Regions from separate parts of the Mus musculus genome. Here regions 1, 3, 4, 5, 6 and 7 are each linked to region 2. A link is a contact called in public Hi-C, HiChIP or PLAC-seq and capture Hi-C data. All regions are on one chromosome and are shown on one strand. Each heading gives the region's core, a stretch centred on a gene start, on an enhancer-like site or on the middle of the called end of the contact. The rest is flanking DNA. Distances are from core to core; before and after follow the strand shown. Region 1 overlaps Gm34974 (a long non-coding RNA gene). Region 2 has its middle 30 kb from the start of Gm34424. Region 3 overlaps Gm34828 (a long non-coding RNA gene). Region 4 overlaps Gm51680 (a long non-coding RNA gene). Region 5 holds the start of Rplp1 (ribosomal protein, large, P1). Region 6 has its middle 8.0 kb from the start of Gm34828. Region 7 overlaps Gm33699 (a long non-coding RNA gene).

What was found. HiChIP or PLAC-seq counts read pairs in DNA pulled down with a chosen protein or histone mark. A called contact is a pair of places that touch in the nucleus more often than the background predicts. Capture Hi-C pulls out chosen DNA fragments and counts their contacts.
Region 1: a contact with region 2 is called in a capture Hi-C map of embryonic stem cells, with 5 times the contacts expected there. The contact joins two enhancer-like sites. A contact is called at or near these places in 1 of 15 datasets of contacts at CTCF or cohesin (large pre-B cells), 1 of 484 Hi-C or Micro-C datasets (bone marrow-derived macrophages), 4 of 115 datasets of contacts at active chromatin or transcription factors (embryonic basal ganglia, embryonic stem cells and large pre-B cells) and 1 of 9 other capture datasets (embryonic stem cells).
Region 3: a contact with region 2 is called in a FOXA1 HiChIP or PLAC-seq map of pancreatic cancer cells. The contact joins two enhancer-like sites. A contact is called at or near these places in 1 of 484 Hi-C or Micro-C datasets (bone marrow-derived macrophages) and 1 of 115 datasets of contacts at active chromatin or transcription factors (pancreatic cancer cells).
Region 4: a Hi-C map of the 63-12 cell line shows a contact between it and region 2, with 2.2 times the contacts expected there. The contact joins two enhancer-like sites. A contact is called at or near these places in 3 of 15 datasets of contacts at CTCF or cohesin (the NIH/3T3 cell line, large pre-B cells and pro-B cells), 2 of 484 Hi-C or Micro-C datasets (the 63-12 cell line and pro-B cells), 1 of 115 datasets of contacts at active chromatin or transcription factors (large pre-B cells) and 1 of 9 other capture datasets (embryonic stem cells).
Region 5: a FOXA1 HiChIP or PLAC-seq map of pancreatic cancer cells shows a contact between it and region 2. The contact joins the promoter of Rplp1 here to the enhancer-like site in region 2. A contact is called at or near these places in 1 of 39 promoter capture datasets (the C10 cell line), 1 of 15 datasets of contacts at CTCF or cohesin (large pre-B cells) and 5 of 115 datasets of contacts at active chromatin or transcription factors (acute myeloid leukemia, astrocytes, embryonic basal ganglia and 2 more).
Region 6: a RAD21 HiChIP or PLAC-seq map of pro-B cells shows a contact between it and region 2, with 5 times the contacts expected there. The contact joins two enhancer-like sites. A contact is called at or near these places in 2 of 15 datasets of contacts at CTCF or cohesin (large pre-B cells and pro-B cells), 3 of 484 Hi-C or Micro-C datasets (bone marrow-derived macrophages, nephron progenitors and stem cell-derived neural progenitor cells) and 4 of 115 datasets of contacts at active chromatin or transcription factors (bone marrow-derived dendritic cells, embryonic basal ganglia, large pre-B cells and 1 more).
Region 7: a contact with region 2 is called in a RAD21 HiChIP or PLAC-seq map of pro-B cells, with 5 times the contacts expected there. The contact joins two enhancer-like sites. A contact is called at or near these places in 3 of 15 datasets of contacts at CTCF or cohesin (the NIH/3T3 cell line, large pre-B cells and pro-B cells), 2 of 484 Hi-C or Micro-C datasets (cerebral cortex and pre-B cells), 4 of 115 datasets of contacts at active chromatin or transcription factors (the 230-238 cell line, T-cell acute lymphoblastic leukemia, bone marrow-derived macrophages and 1 more) and 1 of 9 other capture datasets (embryonic stem cells).

The regions. Positions count from the first base shown.
Region 1 is chr9:61,871,838-61,874,851 of GRCm38.p6, reverse strand. Gm34974 (a long non-coding RNA gene) reads left to right here. Exons shown (of 6, transcript XR_001779199.2): 3 at 978-1,101. Among named protein-coding and RNA genes, the nearest start is that of Gm34974, 25 kb to the left of the region's middle. Within about 2 kb of position 1,436, at least 55 of the 459 cell types and tissues checked have an H3K27ac peak or open chromatin away from gene starts, as enhancers often do.
Region 2 is chr9:61,478,356-61,481,144 of GRCm38.p6, reverse strand. No RefSeq gene overlaps it. Among named protein-coding and RNA genes, the nearest start is that of Gm34424, 30 kb to the left of the region's middle. Within about 2 kb of position 1,339, at least 54 of the 459 cell types and tissues checked have an H3K27ac peak or open chromatin away from gene starts, as enhancers often do. A contact at or near this core is called in the 230-238 cell line, the 63-12 cell line, pancreatic cancer cells and 1 more, where this site is marked.
Region 3 is chr9:61,807,350-61,810,339 of GRCm38.p6, reverse strand. The region is part of intron 3 of Gm34828 (a long non-coding RNA gene); the gene reads left to right. Among named protein-coding and RNA genes, the nearest start is that of Gm34828, 14 kb to the left of the region's middle. Within about 2 kb of position 1,594, at least 47 of the 459 cell types and tissues checked have an H3K27ac peak or open chromatin away from gene starts, as enhancers often do. A contact at or near this core is called in pancreatic cancer cells, where this site is marked.
Region 4 is chr9:60,990,205-60,993,122 of GRCm38.p6, reverse strand. All of the region lies in intron 2 of Gm51680 (a long non-coding RNA gene), which reads left to right. Among named protein-coding and RNA genes, the nearest start is that of Gm5122, 25 kb to the left of the region's middle. Within about 2 kb of position 1,437, at least 142 of the 459 cell types and tissues checked have an H3K27ac peak or open chromatin away from gene starts, as enhancers often do. A contact at or near this core is called in the 63-12 cell line and pro-B cells, where this site is marked.
Region 5 is chr9:61,913,228-61,915,975 of GRCm38.p6, reverse strand. It overlaps Rplp1 (ribosomal protein, large, P1), which reads left to right and starts at 1,466. Exons shown (of 3, transcript NM_018853.3): 1 at 1,466-1,619; 2 at 2,014-2,088; 3 at 2,455-2,693. The coding sequence starts at 1,548. The coding sequence ends at 2,652.
Region 6 is chr9:61,829,027-61,831,761 of GRCm38.p6, reverse strand. No RefSeq gene overlaps it. Among named protein-coding and RNA genes, the nearest start is that of Gm34828, 8.0 kb to the right of the region's middle. Within about 2 kb of position 1,316, at least 19 of the 459 cell types and tissues checked have an H3K27ac peak or open chromatin away from gene starts, as enhancers often do.
Region 7 is chr9:61,046,150-61,049,068 of GRCm38.p6, reverse strand. The region is part of intron 1 of Gm33699 (a long non-coding RNA gene); the gene reads right to left. Among named protein-coding and RNA genes, the nearest start is that of Gm46116, 9.3 kb to the left of the region's middle. Within about 2 kb of position 1,333, at least 12 of the 459 cell types and tissues checked have an H3K27ac peak or open chromatin away from gene starts, as enhancers often do. A contact at or near this core is called in the 230-238 cell line and pro-B cells, where this site is marked.

The DNA.
Region 1 (3,014 bases), core at 187-2,686, 390 kb before region 2:
TCTTTCTGGGTGGCCCAGTTACTTTGACATCCTAACATTCCCACTTCTGCTTCCTGACTGCTGGAATTACAGGCATGTTCCACCATGCCCAGCTCTCCAGGGCACATCTTAATCTTCTTGCTCAAAGTCCTGCATCTCTAGCCTGTGGTAATTTGGTGAAAGCAGTAACCAAATGGGAAGGAGTGGCGGTGTTAGGCAGACGGTAGGCTCGAGTTAGCCTCAGACCAGCCTTCCTGCTTCCCAGTGACCTCCTCACGTAGTGGGAGGTGTTTCCTCTTAGGTAGCAGCAAGGCTTCTAGGCTATTGCAAGCGCTGAAACCTTGCTTCCGCAGAGTCTGACCGTGCCACAGCCTGTGGCTCTCTGCCTCAGTCTTCCCTGTGCTTCTGGGACCCAGCCCTGGCTGAAACCTCCTTGTTCCTCTCTGCTCAGTGACTTGGTTTAAAGATCCACCCACTTTTCCTCTGCTGAACCAGTTTTCTCTGGCAGTTCTGCAGCTAGGAGGTAGACATGGAGAGTGCACCCCCAGCAGGGGTGGGTAGAATCATGCCCTAGGTGGCTTATTTATAAAGGTTTTTTTTTCTTGTTTTTATTTTTAAAAATTAGTGTGTGTGTGTGTGTGTGTGTGTGTGTGTGTGTGTGTGTGTGTGTGTGTGTGTGTATGCTCAAGCAGGTCAAAGGGCAACTTCTCGGACTTGGTACCAAGCATCCCGCTCGTCCTATTTTTCTGTTTGTTTGTTTTTTTTTTTTTTTTTTTTTTTTTTTTAAATTTTATTTATTCATTATATGTAAGTACACTGTAGCTGTCTTCAGACACTCCAGAAGAGGGCGTCAGATCCCGTTACGGATGGTTGTGAGCCACCATGTGGTTGCTGGGATTTGAACTCCTGACCTTCGGAAGAGCAGTCGGGTGCTCTTACCCGCTGAGCCATCTCACCAGCCCTTCTGTTTGTTTTGTTTTGTTTGCTTGTTTTTACAGATTGACTCTGGCTTTGAGGTGTAGCTTCTTTCCTCTGCTCTTCTGTGCAAAGCCTTCCTAGAAATGGAAGACGTCTGCATAGAGTGATCAGTGGGTACAGGCTCCTCATCTGCAGATGGGAAAGGTGAGGCATGAAATCTCAGAGTTGGACTCTCCCTCTCTTCACCTCCAGGCTAGAGGCTGCCCTGCCCCCAACTCCCAGCCTATGCTTGCTTGGGTTTGTGCTTTGCTGGCCTCCCGGCCTCCGGCCTTTGCAGCCTGTCTGTCATTTCCTGAACAGCGTTCTGTTCTGGGCTCCTGGATTTTGGCCCCGAGGATGTGGTTAAGGGGAGTTGTTCAAGCAGAAATGTGCAGGTTGGGCCCATAAATCTTTCCCGGACAACTTTCAGGCATACGATCCTCAAATGGCCCCACAGGAAGCCAGCAGAAGTAAGGTCTGCTGAGTTGGGTATAGTGCGGCTGCAGGACTTCAGAGACCACATCAGTGTGGGTATAGGGTACAGCCTGCACGGTGTACAGCCTGCACAGCTGTGCCCTGTGCCCTGTGTGCGTTTGGGGGTCTGGGTATAAGCAGGAATGTAAGCAAAGGACCCAGCTTAAACTGCAGGAAGTTGCCTGAGACACAGAAGGAGGCTGGGTGGTCATTTAGGCTCGTCTCGGAGAACACCTAGGGTCTGCAGGTTGTTTCATCGGCCCCTTTTCCTCGTGTGTAAAGTAGTGAAGGCAACCTGACCTTCAGCAGGCCGTGATGAGCAGGCAGAGACAGGCTTCCACAGCAGACAGTGTCTCTGGAGTTAGCTAGCACCAGGTCCAGCCCGCAAGAGGACATCAAAACTCAAGGTGGGGGTTGGGATAAGGGCCCTGGGCTTCGCCACCCTTTGACCCACTTCGACCTGAAGCCCTTGGCTGATAGCCGGCTAGGAAAAGATTCCCTTTCTAAATGTCACTCCAGTGACTGCTAGGGAGCCAGAGTTTCAAGTTCTGTGGTAGATGGTGTGGCTTCTACCCTGCAGAGGAGGGAGGATATTCGTTTTGCCCCATAGTTTCCCTGATCTCCTCATTCCCAGACTACCAGGGTGGCCCTCCTGGAGGCCTCCTGGTCACCCAGACAGAGGGCTCAGGAAGGGGGTTGGGGCACTGTGCCTCAGCCCCCTTTGCATCCCCTGGTTCCTCTAAAGCCCCCTCTGAAGGGGACCTCGGAGCTCTAATGAGTTGAGGGCCTTTAGAGCAGCCCAGGCAAACCAATTAGGTTTGCTTAAAAATATTGTATTCATTAGCATGAAAATAAAGCTGAACTTTTTAGAGATAATTGCATCTTTTAAAATGCGGTAGTCTTTGTCTGGGCTTGTCTCATAAATATGCATGCTGCATAATTCTTTTGGAACCGTGGTTGCAATCATGAGTGACACACAAATGCACCCAGGGTGTTAATATTCTGACAAGAGCGGAGCCTCTTGGGCAGGCGGTGCCACTGGCGGGGCCTCCAGAGGCGTCCCTGTGGTCCCCAGCTGCAGTCTGTGCCATTCTCAGGGACAGAGCACAGTCCAGGGTCCCTATACCAGGCATCAGCTCTAGTTCTCAATGGCTCTCTTTTGTGCAACTGCCCCATGGAAAATTCTAGGGCTCTCCTCAAAAGGCAGGCAAGAGGGGAATCAAAGGTTGAGCTCAATTTACAGCCCAGGAATTGAAGCCTGGGGGGTGGGGAAGAGTTGGGGGAGCAGTGGAGGTTGCCAAGGTCACCGGGAGGGAATGGGACCAAGGTGAATTTTGTCTATGTCGACTGATGCTCTTTATCCCTGTAGGGCTAGGGCCCCCATTCTCATGTAGTGGAGAAGGGGTATTTTCCATATTGGATAGTCTGGGTGCCCGGGGGAGGGGCCAGCATGTCTTGCCCCATTCACTCCTGTGTTCCCAGTTGCCAAACCCCTTACACTGGTTTCTTCTGAGAAACATCTCGGTTGCCGTGGGTTCCTGTCCTGCTAGACAATTTTTTATTTCGTGGGATGGGGAGGCTTGTGTGTGTATTAGCATGGGCCT
Region 2 (2,789 bases), core at 90-2,589:
CAACCTGGTGACACAATTTATAATCTCAGATTTTGAGAAGTAAAGTCAGGCAGATCCCTGGGACTCACAGGCCAGGCAGCCTAGCTGAATTTCTAAGTTTCAGGTCATTGAGAGACCTGTAAGACGAACTGTGCCTGAGAAACAACATTTGAGGTTGACCTCTGGGCTCTACACACACATGTGTATGTCCATGCTTGCACCCCTGTACCCCATGTGTACATACACACCCAATGAAAAAACCAACCCCACAGTACTTATTATCCCCTAGACAAACTAAGTATCTAAAAGCCAATAACAAGAAATACAGAAGAAGAAAACCAACAACACTTGCTGGGGCTGTGCTGGCTCACTATTGTGGCAGCATGCAAAGCCTCCTATAATGTGAGCTGCCTTCATCTCCCTAAGCAGGATGGAAAGTCTTCAATGCCTTAGGTCGGTCCTTTAGTAAAGCAGGAGTGGTGGAGCATCCGTACACACCCCTGGTGCTCCAGGAGCCACACCCATGAAGAATGTGGCACCCTTGAGGTCTAGAACAAGACAAGCAACAGGTTCAAGCCCTGGCCTGTATCTGGATGTCTTGGGAGCTTCAACTTCATTCTATAAACATCAGGGAGATTGCCTTGAACTGGATGAGGAGGCCTCACTGGGTGGATGGCCACTGTAAGACTTCGGCAGCTAAGTGAAAGGATGCTCCAGGGGCATGGCTGTCCTGAAAATGGGTATCAAAGACATCGTGTGTGCGTGTCTGTGTATGTGTGTGTATGTATGTGTATGTAGGTATATGTGTGTGTCTATGTGGGTGTATGTTTTTGTGTGTGCATGTTTATGTGTATTTGTGTGTATGGGTATGTAGGTATATGCATTTGTGTGTGTGTATGTTTATGTATATATGTGTATATGTTTGTGTGTGTGTGTGTGTGTGTGTGTCTGTATAAGTGTGAGGTGGTCAGAGGACAACTTTCAGAAATTCTTTCTTTCCTCTCACCACATGAGTCCCAGTCATTGAACTCAAGATGTCAGACTTGTCACCAAGCTCCTGCTAAAGTCATCTCAGCAGCCCCATAAGGGTGATCTCTCCAAGTGAGCACACAGCAAGCAGCCTGGCACACTGACGAGCTACTGTCCACAGCAGCCTGGCACAGCGAGCTTCGCCCATGTCCAGCACTTGGATGACATTCCGTCTACCATGTCCTCAGCAGGGGATGACTTGCTCAGGAACAGCCTGAGGCTCCTCTCCTCTGTGTACCTGCTTCCCCTCCCCCTACCTACTATTAGAGCTTGTCACCTCCTGGGAAAACAAGACACACTCGCCAGCAACCACAGTGAGTCAGCAGACAGCGGGTGGCATGCCTGTGAGCATGGCAGACGATCACACAGGAAAGCCCTGAATAGTCCAGAGGGCCAGTGCTCTCTAGGTTGTGTCTCTCAGCAAGAGCCTGCCCCAGGCTACAAACAGAGCTGGCACAATCTCTGATCAAACTCCCAAACACTGGGTCCAGGCCTTTGAACTAAAGAGATGGGGAGGGAAAGGGAGAGAGGACATCCGAAGCTTTCTAACCCCCGAGGCTGTGCCCGGGGATGTTAAAAGTTCTAAGTCCATCAACTAAACAGAAAGCAAAAGAATATTGGAGAGAAATGAATAAATCTCAAGTGTCTGGGGTTTTGTCTTGTAGGAAGCCTTTAATTTTTTCTGTTTATTAGTGTGTGGTATGTATGTGGGTGCACACATGCATGGTGCATATGAGGTCGGAGGAGTATATGTGTATATGTGTATATGTGTGGGTGTTGGTTTTCTCTTTCCACCTTTGTTTGGGTCCTGAGGATCAAATCCAGGCTTGGCGGCAAGTGCCCTTTACCCCACTAAGCTGTCTTCCCAAGCCCAGAGCCTCTGCTTCTGACCCGGCACGGATCTTTTCATTTCATGCTGCATGCTCTCTGGAGGATTCGCTGTCCCATTTCTACGGAAGCACCTGCCTGTCCCCAGGATGAGAGCACCAGCAGACTCGGGGCCCTTGTTGCTGAGGCTCCCCTGGGAGCTTGTTAGAAATACAGAACCCGGACCCAGCCCAGCCAAGGGAGAATTTGCATTTAGCAAGGACCCAGGTGTTCCGGGTTCTCATGTGTTTGAAAAGCTGCATGAGCTCTGAGGAATGAGTTTCCCATGTGAGGTGCACTCATCCTGGTGGGAGGGGCTACGTACCCAGTGTGAAGAGATACCAGAGGAAATGCTTGCTAGTTAATAGCTTTTTAACTGTAACGGCTGTGAATAGCAAATAACATCATTCACAGGAACGGCGAATCAATATGGATTGCTGCTCTTAATTACTCTCTGTGTGTGTGTGTGTGTGTGTGTGTGTGTGTGTGTGTGTGTGTGTGTGTGTATGCACGCGCATATGCATGCGCACGTGTAGGTTCGCAAGTGTATGTGGTAGGTTTATCTGTGTGCGTGTATGTGTATGCAAGTGTGTGTATGGGTTTACATGTGTGTGCATATGTGTATGTGTGTGCATGTGTGTACGTGGTTTCACATATGTGTTTGTGTAGGTTCACAGTGTGTGTGGGTTCACATATGTGTGTGTATGTGTAGGTTCAAGTGGGGGTTTCACCTGTGTGTGTGTGGGGTCACATGTGTGTGTGTAGAGGTCTGAGGACAACCCTTCTTTGGGAGTCACCTACCTTTTCTTTCTAGACTATGTCTCTTGTTGACCTGGAATTCAAAAACAACCCCCAGGGGCCCATCCCGCCATGTTCCTCTCAAGTACAACAACAACAACAACAGTAATAGTAAA
Region 3 (2,990 bases), core at 345-2,844, 330 kb before region 2:
GGCCTACGTGACAGCTGATTTGTAGTCCAGGTTGTCACAGGGGCCTACATAACAGCTGATTTGTGAGGCATTTCTCCCTCATTTACCAAGTCTTCAGAGAGAACAGTTAGTAAAATATGCTAATGGCCAATTTTTGCAAATGACCATTTTGGTGCTCCCAGACCATTGGGGCAGGCTGAAGCTAATTTCTAGAATGTCCCCTTGATGATGCTGGCAACCGCTTTAATACTGACCTAGAGTTAGGCCATGGATCCTGTTCCAAAAGTGCTAAGTCTGAATTTGCTTTACTTGTGGGCAATGAAAAGCCACCCTATGTGGGTGCCTTGCCCCTGGATATCCTGTGGCTGTCTAGTCTCAGGAATGGCTGGTTGTGGTGTGGGAAGTTGGGCACAACCTTGTGAGGTAGTCATCTTTAAGCACTTATTAACGCCGCCTTGAGCCTTCATCCCATACTGGCTTCATGAGCTTCTCTGCTCTCCATTGAGATTGGAAGCTATGTATGTGACACTGAATGTGTCCCCCCCACCCCCATCTTTTTTCTGAGACAGGGTCTCATGTGTCCCACATTGGCCTTGAACTCACCATGTAGTCAAAGATGACTCTGAGCTCCTGATTTTCCTGCCTGCATCTCTGGAGTGCCAGGATTACAGACGGTCTCCGTCATATTAGTTTATGTGGTGTTGAGCAAGTAATCTGCCGGCTGAGCCACATTTCCGGCTGATATGCATCCTTCCTCTATATCACCCAGGGCACCCCCAAAGGCTGACGACCACTGTGGCTTTTCCCCGACCACCCCTGCTTTGGGTAGGCCCCCAGAATGATCCTGACACCTATCCCTATACCCAAATATGAATGGAGGTCACCATGGCCCGTCTCCTGGGATGACCATTGAGAACATCTAATGGTGGCATATCATTAGGGCTGCCAAAACCATTCTTTCCAGAGGAGAGAGTTACTCTTAAATATGAACTCATAGCAGCATCAAAGCAAGCCCACAAAAGCCCACAGCGAGGAATTTTTTTTCTAAATCTATGTCATTAAAACATGGTAGGTGCAAGGGCTTGTCTGCAGGCCCCTCCCACTAAGCTACGGTGATTGACGTCCAGTAGGCCTTCATCTGTCATGCTCGGCTGATGAGGGGATTCATCGATTCTCTGCTTAGTCACCCGGGGCCCGTGAGTACCAGTCCCCACAGGCCTTTCCCATAGATGCCAACTACAGGGTTTGGCTAATAGCCCCAGACTTCTTTACCTTCCCTTTTTACTGACCCCACCCCTAAAGGGCAACCTCCCCTAGTAACCTTTCCAGTCGCTGTGACTCCTCTGGAGTGTTGACTGAGCCAGAGAGCATGCTCCCTCTCTCCCCTCTTGTGTTTGCTCAGTGGAGGAGCCAGCCTTAGGTTCCTCTGTCTTTACAGGAGCCTCTCACAGGGAGGGGTTGTGTGTGTGTGTGGGGGGGGGGTTGTTGGGGAGCAAGGGTGGGGGAGGCAGGGTGGCTTCCTGCCCTGCTGTTGGTTATCACAGGCTCTGCTAATGCTGCTCAAACAATATCGAGAAGAACCCAGCTCAATAGCACCAGTGTTAGGCCGCAGAGTCAATATTGGCTAAGCAAACACCAGAAAAGAAGGAGTTGCTATTTGCGTAGCTAGGAGTGCTTGTGTGCTGTGGCTGCCTTGTCAGGGGCCCTTGGAAAGGAAGGAAGGAGGTGGGGTTGTAGGTGGAGGGCCCAGGAGAGAAGGGCTAACAGGGACTCCTACCTAGCGGGTGCCAACAGTCGGCTTCAGGATTCCTTGTGGTACATCTGAGCACATCTAGCAACCTGCCTTCACCCCTCTGCGTTTTCTACCCAGAATGTTAGAGTGGTTGCCAGATGTCCATCGGAGAAGCAGGGAGGGAAAGCCTCCCCCTGCTGAGATCCAACTGGCAGGTTGTTTAGTTAGACTGAGGAACTCAGGGTCAGAGTTGGGAGAAGGTTTCCCTTCCATGTCTCTTGGGCCTCCAGCTCCCCGTTTTTCCTCTGTGTCCACACTGGCAGCCCCCTTGAAAAGAAAACGCAGTGTGCAAGTATTTCTGCAGCCCGAAGGCCATTCAGCAGCTGACCAGCCAGCTGTGGCCACCGCCCGGCCTGGCCTCAAGAAGCGAGGTGGCTGCGTCTCAGCTCATGTCCCATGTTTGTCTCTAGAGAATTTTGGGCTCTCGTGGCTCTGAGTGGTGACCTTCCCAGAACGATGTACCTATTTATAGAAGTCTGTCCTTGGTTTTGCTTCTTCTTCTGGGCCACCAAGGATGGGCCTGGGTGAGCTTGACCCCTGTACGTGGACAAGGCTGGGTTTGTGGGAGGGCATGTGGCAGGTTGGTGGGGGAACAGGCTGTGTCTTGGTTCTTCATGGAACACTGTAGAGTCCCTCTTTGTACTTGATGGGGTGTGTGGTACACAGACTATTTGTAGACTGGGGAAGGCACAAGGCTTGGGCTTCTGGTGCCACAATCACCAGTCCTAGATACCAGATTTGAGCTGGAACACCGGAGACAGTACCCAATGACTTTAGCCATGTCCTAATGTCCTAACCCTCGAGTCTTTGCCACTCAAGGCTCCTGCCACTCCCAGACAGAGGTGAGTTCAGGAATTCAGAGAATGAGGTACCATGCAAGTTTTAGATACTATCCCTCCTCTGGAAGCTGAGTGCTCTGTTGACCCTGGAGCACAAAGGGAGGCCACCCTTGAGCAGTTTTGAGGGTATGTGTGCGTGTATGTGAATGCCTGACCACAAGCTTTGGCTCTGAAACATGGCGTTTTGGCAAGGAGGGAGGGGAAGCTCCTTTGTGCTCACATATGGCAAAGGATGGAGATATGTTCCTGTGTCAGGATTGAAGGCAAGAGGATGTTGGTACAGGGCCATGTTTATGCAGACTGAAGACGGCCCCTCCTCCACCCCACTCAGCCTTCCCCTCACCCCTGGTGATGTGAGGACATCCAAGCAGGTATCTGCC
Region 4 (2,918 bases), core at 188-2,687, 490 kb after region 2:
TCTACTCAAGGCTGGAGGCGGAGGGCACAATGAAAAACTGTGTTCCCTCATAAGAGAGAGGATTCAGCTGCTCCCCCAAGCCATTTGTATGCATGTGGCCTCTGGATCTTAGGGAAGGAGCTAGAATATATACAGTTTGAGAAAGATTAGAGGTAGAGCTATGTAGCCAAGAGGAAGCCATCGTCCATGCTAGGCGAAGACTTCAGAGTGGCTACTTTGGGGGTCACCCACACTCCCAGCAATAACCCCTTACTCATGGGTTCATGGGGTGGAGGAGCTTTGGTGGGTCAAACTTTGGTTGTCATTGGGACTTTAGAAGAAAGGAAATGGACATAGCTTAACCAGCATTCCTGCCTCCCGATGCCCCAGAGAAAAGTCTCATTAAAGCAGCATTCACTAGAAGGGTCTCTTTAATTGTGCAAACCCCAAGATTTGAATCTGAAAAATCCTTTCTGGTATATTTGGCTTTAGGATAAAAACCTGGAAATATGAACCTTCTAGGAAAGTAGGCCTATGAGTTTGCTTCTCCAGGTACCCAGCCTGCAGCAGAGGGAGAACAGAGGTCCTTCCCCTCTTCTCAGTCTCAGAGGCCCTCTACAGTCTTCTCAACTGAAGACTCCTCTCGGCTCCCTCAGCAGGCTAAAGCTTGCCCTCTAGCCCCAGGCCAGCCAAGCCACTTAGCACAGTTTCAGGCCACTGGCTTTTATTTTCCCCATCTTTTGCCTGAAGAAGCCTAAGGTTTGAAGTTTGCCCAAGCCACCCTGTCAGCAAGGAGAGCAAAGCCATTCAAATGCAGGCCTTCGTCGGTGGAAATTGACTCACACCTGAGGGGCCAAGGCAGAGGGCCTTTCCTTCTAATCTCTTCCAGAGTCACCACTGTGCAATTGCTTTTACTGCACATTAGGCTGAGATTTCCCCCCTGTGGTCTACGCAAATATCCTTTATCTGTGCAGGGTGACTCTAGTGGTCCCAGGCAGGAATGATAGGGCCTCAAGGCCCAGGGTCCTTTTCCATCCACAGCTCATCTGTCTCCATCATTATAAAGCCCAGGTACCTCTGTTCAAATAGTGCTGTGCTAATAGCATCAGGACTACACATAAATGGTGCCTGATGAGACCTCAGAGACCGCAAAAAGACACAGTGTGCATAGAGAAGACGAACACTAGTGGTACTATGAAGTGTACAGGGCCCAGAAGAGAGAGAGAGAGAGAGAGAGAGAGAGAGAAAGAGAAAGAAAGAAAGAAAGAAAGAAAGAAAGAAAGAAAGCCTAAAAAGGAAACAGCTGGGGAGAGCACTGGCTTGGAGGACTTCCTGGTGGAGGCAAACTTGAGGTTCTGCAGAAGGTTTGCTATAGACAAGAGTGAAAGCGGAACTGACTGAGCTCAGCCACAAGCAGGAAGGAGCAGGCTTGAAGCTGCCTCTGCCGTCAGAGAGAGGAAGAGAAAGTGTGGCGGCCTGGGGCCACAGGCCTCCTCACTGGGTGTCTCCTTTCTACACATCCTGCTCAGTACCACTAGCCACAGAAAGACAGTGTTCCCGGCACCCTAGGCTGACTGCCTGGTGCTCCGGTTCCCATGAACAGCCTCTAGTGGTTACAGGACTATAAGGGTGCCCAACACCCCACCTGCCGGGTTAAGATCTCACACAAATACATGTGCAAATTCAAGAACACACATACTTGAGCCAAGCAGACTCACATTCTTCCTAGAGTAAAATGGAACTAGGAGGCACACGGTGGCTGGCACGGGCTGTGATGGAGCTGATGCCCCATTGCCATCTGGAAGGGGTGGGTGCCTGAGGCAACGTGGGTCCTGCCCTCATCAAGGAAAATCTCCTTTTCTTTCTGAGGTCCTCGATAAAGGTGCTTATTTTGCATGAGTCCCCTGACAGAGACTTCAGTTGCTGACGTAAAAGTTGTCCGAATTAAAGTGGAGTCCTTTGGGAATCTAATAGAGCAGACAAGACTTGGGGTCAGCTGGTTGTCACTCCCATATGCTGTTATAAAAAATATTTCAAGAGCTCTGGAAAACAGAGCCTTGGACCAAAGGCTACCAGATCTTACCACACGGACAGCACGGACCTGCCAGACCCTGCATGTGGCCCATCCCTGTAAACAAGGACCTTAGAACAGCCATGCTCCCTTCACCTCTAGATGAGCTCGGGCATGCCGGGGATGGGGTAGCCACAGACCCATTTCACCTTTAGAACCGTGGTTTGCAGTCCTGGAGCTGTGGCCCTGTGTGATCCAGCTGCTTGGGAGGCCGAGGCATGAGGATCCCACGTTTAAGCCTCACCTGGGCAGTTTAGTGAGACCTTGCCTCACACGTCAACATTGCATCGATAAAAGGGCTTGTTCACATCGCTCGTCGGTAGGGTGCTTGACTGGCTCGCATGTGCAAGGTCCTGAGTTTAATACCTGGTACTACGAAATAAAATAAATTAAAAGTTGGGGCTGGAAAGATGGCTCTGCAGTTAAGAGTGCTTCTTGCTTTTGCAGAGGACTTAGATTCTGTTCCTCGGCACCCACATTAGGTAGATCAGAACCCAAGGGCAGGGGATCCAGTATCCACTTCTGGCATCTGTATGCACATGGTGCACATAAAGACAAGCAGGCACATGTGTACACATAAATAACAATTTTTAAAAATTAAATCCGCATTAGTATTGTTTTTGCTTCCCCAGATATGCCTATACTCCATCATATAACCCGGATTTGCAAATCTCTAATATTTCAGATTAAACTTGCTTTTATTACAGCCTGGAGATGGTAACCTCTGCTGATGCAGAGGGAAAGCAGACCCTGTATTCACTAAGCAACCAGTGAGTGCTGGCAAAGTCATCCAGGCTTCCCCTACCCTCCCACTGATCACGTGGGCCTCAGCATCCTTAGCCTCCTTCTCAGAGGAAATGGGCAAGGC
Region 5 (2,748 bases), core at 217-2,716, 430 kb before region 2:
ATTCCAGGACAGCCAGGGCTACACAGAGAAACCCTGTCTCGGAAAGAAAAAAAAAAAAAAAAAAAAAAAAAGAGCATGTCTCAAAGTAAGCTTAAGGGGGTCTGAGATGTAGCTGAGTGGCTGGAGTGCTTAGTGTGTACCCGCCCTGGAGTTAATCCCTAGCCCAGCATGACCTGGATACTTAAAATCAATCCCAGGCAGGGGAGGAAGATCCAACATTCCAGGTAATCTTCAACCACATAGCAAGTTCAAGGCCAGCTGAGGTACATGACACCCTGTCAGGGTGTGTGTGTGTGTGTGTGTTTAGACTGAAGGCCATGTCAAATTCCACTGAGATCATGAACAGAATTTTGATTGGAACTATATTACTTGGAGAAAATTCTCCGTTTTAGGCTCTTATCTGTGAAAACTATATTGCTCTACTTAGGTTCCTTTTGCTGTTTCATAGCTTCTTTGTGGTCCTGAGATTAGAATTTTATTAACTTTAAAGAAACCACTTAATCTAGTATGCACTACATTCTAGTTGCAAGTTTCTAGCACCAAGGTCACCTCTACACAAGCTGACCACACACGAGCTGTACCCTAACCTGAGGGGTGTTTTTATTTAATTGTGTATATGAGCACTTGGGGTTTCTATTGCTGTGACAAAGTACCATGCACTAAAAGAGAGGCAAAGGAAAACGTTTGTTTATTGATACTTGCTTTTGATGTCTGCGCATCAAAGTTACTCTCCTGGTTTTCTAGGGGTTCTATATAATTAGTTGCCGAATTTTATCACGTGGTCTCCTACTTCTGTGGGTTTTTTCCTCACCATACCTCGCGTGACACTTTAAAGAGTGTTTACTTTTATGTGTACTTGAGCGTGTCTGCTGACCTCTGTCAGGATCAGAGCCCCTGTTACTGGATTTCCTGGCACTTTTCGGGGTGCGGGAGCCAAACCTGAGAGCTGCAAGATGGCTTAACTTCCGCCCCTCTGTGCTTTTTCAATGTAATGAATTAAACATTAACCACGATATATTGCATTTGATATGCAACTCCGGGTCCCGGGTGGTATTTATCAACCTCATCACAGACACAGTTACTACGGCGCGCACGCCCGGGGTGAGGGTGGGTTGGGAAGTCCACCACGTGATCCGCAAGGCTTGAGGCGGAGAGCGACTTTTCAGTGTACCCAAGCCGTGGGAACGCGCCTGTCAGTTTAAGCAGTACGTCTCCCCCGATAGCTCTCTCCCTTTAGCCTGTTAATCTCTACTGTTGAGCACTTGTAATATTCGCAAGCCCCAAAGGCCAATCGCACCGGAAGTCGAACGCGCAAATCCGGAACTGCGTTCTGCAGACGCGCCTCCTCTCGGTTTTGGCCCTGCCCCTTCCGTCTCGAGTCGGGCATCGATTGGTCGGCGCGGTCCCATAAGAAGCTGCGCGCAGGCGTATATGATCTTTTCCTCAGCTGCCGCCAAGGTGCTCGGTCCTTCCGAGGAAGCTAAGGCCGCGTTGGGGTGAGGCCCTCACTTCATCCGGCGACTAGCACCGTGCCGGCAGTCTACAGCATGGCTTCCGTCTCCGAGCTCGCTTGCATCTACTCCGCCCTCATCCTGCACGACGACGAGGTGACGGTCACGGTAAGTGCGGGATAACCCCGGGCCGGCCACGTGTTTGTGCGGCGGACACCCGGCTCCGCCCGGACTTCGCATTCTCAGGCATTCGGTGACTTGGAGGCCTGTGAGGCGTATGCGCTCTGTCCTCCCCGCGCGGCCCAACCCGAGACAGGTGAATGGCGGTCCCGAGCGCGCATGTTAGGCCTACTGTTTAGAGTGGGCTGTTTTTATCTAAGTTTTAGGCCTCGAACTCAGGTCGTCAGGCCTGCGGGACAATCCCACAGCCCGCTGAGCCTTCAAACCTGGCCTTGTCTTTTTTAAGGTTGACTTTAGCCCAAGTACGAAACTTAACTCTGTATAAGTGACTGAGTTTTAGCCGCATTCTGATCGTTCTGACGGGTTGGCGTTTGTGTTCCAGGAGGATAAGATCAATGCCCTCATTAAAGCAGCTGGTGTCAGCGTCGAACCTTTCTGGCCTGGCTTGTTTGCCAAGGTAAGTTTTGGGGTTACACTTGGTAATGTACGATTTCCACCACCAGCCTTGATTTTTGTATCTTAGTTTGTACTTATTGATGTGGCTTTTATGTCAGGCCTTCACGGTCCATGGCTTGAGAATGAGTTTTGTTGCCTCTTAAGTTTGGGCATTTGAAGCAGTGAGATTCATGCAAAGTGGATAGCTACATTCTATTTATACAAACAGCTTTATTTCTGGCAAGTGGGGTCAATCAACTGGTGGCAGTTGTATATTGATTCCCTGTAGTCCTGAACATTGCTTTGGTCTCATGGGTGAAAAGAGCTTAATTGAATCATTAAATCTTGCAGCACAAAACTAAAAGCCTTTTCTATGTCTCTGTTGTAGGCTCTGGCCAATGTCAACATTGGGAGCCTCATCTGCAATGTAGGGGCTGGTGGGCCCGCTCCAGCAGCTGGAGCTGCGCCTGCTGGTGGTGCTGCTCCATCCACTGCCGCCGCCCCAGCTGAGGAGAAGAAAGTGGAGGCAAAGAAGGAAGAGTCCGAGGAGTCTGAAGATGACATGGGCTTCGGTCTTTTTGACTAAACTGCTTTTGTTAAGTTGGCTAATAAAGAGCTGAACCTGTAGGTGGACTGGTCTCACTTGTAAGCCACAAAGCTCTTGGAGTTTCAGAGATGGTAG
Region 6 (2,735 bases), core at 67-2,566, 350 kb before region 2:
GCGATGGCTGATGGCATGTGTTGATTTGCATATGCTACGGTGACTGGTGGTTTAGTCAGACACCAGCCAAGGTATCACAAAATATTTTATGTCCGAGACTAACATTTAAATCAATCAAGCCCACTGCCTGTTTCTGTCTAGGTGATTAGAAATCCAGTGGATTCCAGGCCGATGTTGTGAAGTTGAACTAGAGACTGTGATCTAGAGCCGAGGAGCCCCTCTCTTTGGCTTCTCTGGGGGCATATTGGTTGATGAAGAGTTGTCTTGAGCTGCACTTTATTCCAGGGACATCCTACCCATGGCCCAGGCATTGCTAGACCAGGCCTATGGTTATTTTGAGTGGCAGCAGGCAGAATGACATCATCTACAGAGTTCGTGATTGAGAATCATGCACTCAAGTTACAAAAATTGCAACAGAAACCACTTCATAGTATTTTAAGTAAGTTTAAAGTTTTGTCTTGGGCCAAATTCCCATATATTCTGGCCTGTACTTGCTGTCAGGTGGGTTAGACACTCCCGGCTATGTCATCTCGTCCCAAAAGCTTTAGGCACTGGTCAGCTCTGCAGACAGTGGACAGGGGACAGTTCACAACAGTTTCCCCTTCTCCCTTTCGACCTCCTTCTTTCTCTTTATATGTATATTCATGAGCGCGCGCGCACGCACACACACACACACACACACACACACAGACAGAGAGAGAGAGAGAGAGAGAGAGAGAGAGAGAGAGAGAGGAGAGAGAGGCATGTGTCTTTGTATGTGGCTCTCCATACCTAGCCATACATCTCTAGCTATTTTACTTCTGTGTTCTTTGACTCTTGGGGATCCTAAGTAGGGCAGAATTAGGGAGGCTATTGTCCTTGTGAGTAGTGATGACCTTGAACTACAAGTTGGGGACACTGGAAGCAGCCTCTGCAGAGAGACAGTCCATGATGGAGAGGAGCCTGTCTTACTAGCAGCTCTTTTCTGATCAGGGTCTCCCTAGGCATCCCAGATTGGCTGGAACTTGGGATCCTCCTGCCTCAGCCTCTCTGGGTGTGGGATTACAGATGTGCACTACCATGCTGGCTCACTAGCAAGCCATTCCTCTAGGTGGTCTGTCAACAAGACACACCCTGCTGATCTACCCCTGGCAGCGGTATCATGCTTTTTTGGATCCCCTTGGAAAATGGATGGAGGGGCTGTTATAAACTGGGACAACCCAATGGGGGCAGGTGCCATTCCCCAGTCTCCCCTGCCAGCCTTGGTGCCATCCTCCAGCTATGGTGCAGGAGTGTCAAACAGTAGAGGGCACCAGAGGCCTGTCTCTGCTGTGACAGCCTGTTTTGGTGGCATCAGGCATGTGTGGGCGAAGGTGGTGCGGCTGCTGTAGGAGGTGGTACTCTGTCGTAAACAGGGAGAGCTCCGGATTGCTGCTGTGCCTTTTTAACTGTAGTTTCATATGGCTGTATGAGGCCAACTACATCCAGTGGGCTACAGAGAGCACCTGGGACCAGGACCTGGGGGTGTGACGCGCCTTGGCTTCTCAGGAGTGGGTCTTACATGATTAGGTGCTTTTTCTCTCGGTCAGCTCTGCATTTCACTGCTGTGCGTCAAACCTGGGAGGGCAAGCTAGGAGCCAGGACAAAGCACAGTGGGGCGCAGTGTACCAACAGCCAGGCTGCATGGCCCAAAGTGATGAGGCTGTCCCCAGACTTCTTCTCTCCAGTACCTTGAGTTTCACCATCACACTTCTGCCCACTGGCTGCCCTACTCCCACCTCTCTACTCTGCACAATGTTCTGGTTTCAGGAAGAAGGGAAGGATGGAGGTTGGGGAGGGCGGCGACTGACAGTAACAGTTTTCACGGACAGATGCGCCTGGGGGTGGGGTGATGCAGGGGTGGTGCCATGTGGGATGGAGAGCTTCATCCTTGCTCTGCTTTGAACTGGTGTTCCGTTCCAGCAGCTGCATGTATGCTCTGCTGAGCCTTTCCTTTCCAGAGCTTCGGTTTCCGTCTCTGTAAAAAGGGGCTCAGGTGATCTGGGGTTCTCATCTGGTCCTTGTACCTTGAGGTCCATGTGTTGAGGATCAGGCTCAGGGAGGCACTTTGGTCTTGGGGAAGGGATGGGAAGGAAACAGACTCTGAGAGTTGTTAGCTGGCTGTGCTGTTCTGCCAGGAGTTGTTCCAGCCTCTGCTCCTGTTTGATCTCCTTTGGTGTTGGCACGTGGTCATGATTGACACATCTCCAGATCACACAAGACCAAGGTCAGGTGAAATCTGTCACCTCTAGCCCTGCTTGGCTCTCTAGGAAGAGAGGTTGTTAGTGACACCAAATTTCCCACACTCCCTATCTGTCTTCTGTAGGTCACTGTCCTTTACTTCCCGGCTGTGACCCCTCCCACATGGGCAGATGATCTGTCCTCCAGAATGTCAGGCATGATCTGTGGGCAGTCACCTAGGGATGGATTGGGGCGGGACATGGAACTGTTCCTTGGCACTCAGCTGTGGGGTACTTCTTTTTGGAATGACTTTGTTGTCCCTCCTCTAGGATGGCCAACTCCTGAGGCTCCAACCTCTTCATAAGGCTACTCCTGGGTGGGACTGGCTAGAGATGCAAGTCTTCCTCAGTCCTTCAGTCTATTTACCTTGGCTCAAGCTCTGGATGCTTGGGGATGTAGTAGGGAGAGAGACCACTTTTTGGATGTCTCCAGCACTCCCAGGATTCCATCCTAGAGTCTTAGAGTTCAGCAGTGTC
Region 7 (2,919 bases), core at 84-2,583, 430 kb after region 2:
ATCTCCATCTCTTGCCTGATGTGAGTCACCTCCATTAAAATGATAATAGATGAAATAAAATGTATGTAAAGAGCACCCAAGGATCAGCAAGAAAGGGATAATAAGCGTCGTGTAAAATGGGCAGAGACGACGAAGGGGCAGCCTGTGGCTGGGGAAACGCAGCCGTCTTTCAACGATGAAGAACGACATTCGCCTTCACATGTCAGCTGGGAAATGCAGGTGAGCGCATCCTCCCCCAGCTGCCTAGCCAAAGTGAAGATTAATAGTACCAGCTACTGGCATGAAATCAAGGAAGCAATCATTTGCTTGCACTGTAAACTGGTAGAGGTTGCTCAAAGGTGACTTGGCAATAGCTGCTGAAGCTTAAAATCGCGTGACCTCTAACCCAGCACTATAGCATCTGGAAACATATGGGAGAGGGTCGTTTTAAACCACAGGATTCCCGTGCTAGAAAACAAATCAGGTGTATATGGGCCCATGCGACCAGTATGCAGTTAGGTCAACAAGAGCAACACCAGACAATAGATAGATAATTTAGTGCAATCTCATGAACACACACACACACACACACACACACACACACAAGTCTGAGTGCATTTACACACACTTGTACATATTCAGACAGGGGAAGGAAAATGTACTTTCAGTGTTGCTATGGTTACTTCTGGGGAGGGGAGTTCAGGTATTTAGTAAAGTCCTATTGCATAGCACATTCTCTGTGCTTTTCAATGATTGTATTCTTGCATTCTTGGTATGCACATGTGTGCACACGTGCGTGAGCACACAGATGTGTGTGTGTACAGACACATGCATATGGAGGCCAAAGGTTAAGTTGGGTTGGGTGTGTGCCTGCCAGTCTCCACTTTGTCTTTTGAGGCAAGGTCTCTCACTAAGCCAGGAGCTCACTGAGTCAGCTAGACCAGGGGGCCAGCAAGCCCCAGGATCCACCTGTCTCTGCCTCCCTAACATTGGATTACAGACACACACTGCCACCCCCAGATTTTTAACATGAGTTCTGGGGATCCGGATTCATGTCTTTGCGCTCACAGGGTGAGCACTTTCCTGAGCAAGCCATTTCACCAGCCTGTTCTTGCTGTGATTTTTCTAAAGGTTTCTGACAAAGTCTCTGCGGCTGGTTCAGTGTATGTTAAGAAACCGTTGTACAAGGGCTTCTTAGCACCAGGCTGACAAGCAGTCCTGCAGGAAGGACAAAAGAGCCCACAGAAACCTGCCTCACTCTTTCCCCTGCACTCTGATCTCACAGTGATCACTGGACGCTGACCATCCCATAACTGGCCCTTAAGTGCACAGAAAACACCCCTGGCTGTCAGCTGTGGGTGCTCGCCTGTGTTCTCATGGGTAGTGGTGGCAGGTGGTCGTCATCCTCAGCTACAGTCACACGAGCCTTGTTCAGAACTCAGGGACCAGGTGTCTTCTGCAGATCGGAGGTGGGGATTTTGATAGGTGTTGCTGTGACCAGTCTGTATGTTACAGAACACCTCCAGCAAGGCGGTGGAGACAGCCCATGTGATCACACACTTAGTATTTCTGCAGCCACGCGCTCAATACTCCTTCTGAATCAAAGGCTATGAATAACCACAGGTCAGCCGGAGCGAGCCACTGCCGCTAAGTGTGTTCAAGAGAAAGTGACAAGGTCAACTTTTTGACTCGCAGAGCTCTAGACTCAGAAATGGTGGGGAAGGCACGATCCCTTGGAAAGCCTGACCCTGCAAAACCCTGTCAGCTGACAGCGTGCCTCTCTAATTCATTCTGCCCTGCAGCAGGTGAGCATCCAGTGTGCTGCGCCTTCCTTAAGTTCCCAGTGTCAGGGGCTGAGTCTTACAAGCATCAGTTTCCCATGGAGCATGAAGCCTAGGGGCTGGCAGGATGGCTTAATGGGTGAAGGCACTTGCTGCCAAGTCTGATGACCTGGGTTCAATCCCCAGGATGTACACGGTGGAGAGGACCAACTCTTAAAAGTTGTCCTCTGACCTGCAAACACTCGCCATGGCTAGTGCATTACCCACCTCCCACCCCGCTCCCAACCCCACTGCCACAGACAATGTTTTGTTGCTGTTGTTGTTGTTTTTAGAAGCCTGCTTCTGCTGTTGCTGGCATGTGTGTTTCCAGTTTCAGCCCACTTTAAAGAAATGTCACAGGACAGAGTACTGCACCCTAGTCACACACCCACACGCACCACTGATTAGGCATCAAGGGAAGGGCAAGGGCAGTGAGCATGAAAAGTCTAATCCTGCACCTGCACCTCGGTTCCAGAGCAGCAAGTGCTAAGGGACAAAATTTCCTACCACAATTCTGTGAGCCTAGGGTTTGAATTCACACTAGACCCGGGACAAGGCAAGCCATCCAGGTTGGTGGCGCCCCCTCGTGGTTTGTAGAAGCAACTACAAGTGCTATCTACAAGTAAGGTATCTCGAAATGTCCCCTAGAAGGGGGAAAAATGCCACCAGTTGAAAGCCACTGATTGAGATCCTCAAATCTTTGCATATAACAATGATGCGGCCCAAATATATAACACATATGAATTAAATGAATAGAAACAAAGGTGGAATAGAAAAAAATAGCAAAAGTATAAGACACTATCAAAAGTTATAGCCAGAAGCTTGGTTAAGATCAAGGTTTCTGGAAATGAAAAATATACGCAGTGAACATGGATAAAGAAGAAATTAATGAGTTAGAAGGCAACTTTGAAGAAATCACATCAAGTGCATCAAGAAGGCAAAAGCTAGGGCCTGGGGAGATGGCTCAGTGGTTAGGAACACTGACTGTTCTTCCAGAGGTCCTGAGTTCAATTCCCAGCAACCACACGGTGGCTCACAAACATCCGTGAAGTGATCAGATGCCCTCTTCTGGTGTGTCTGAAGACAGCTACCGTGTACTTATATACATAAAATAAATAAA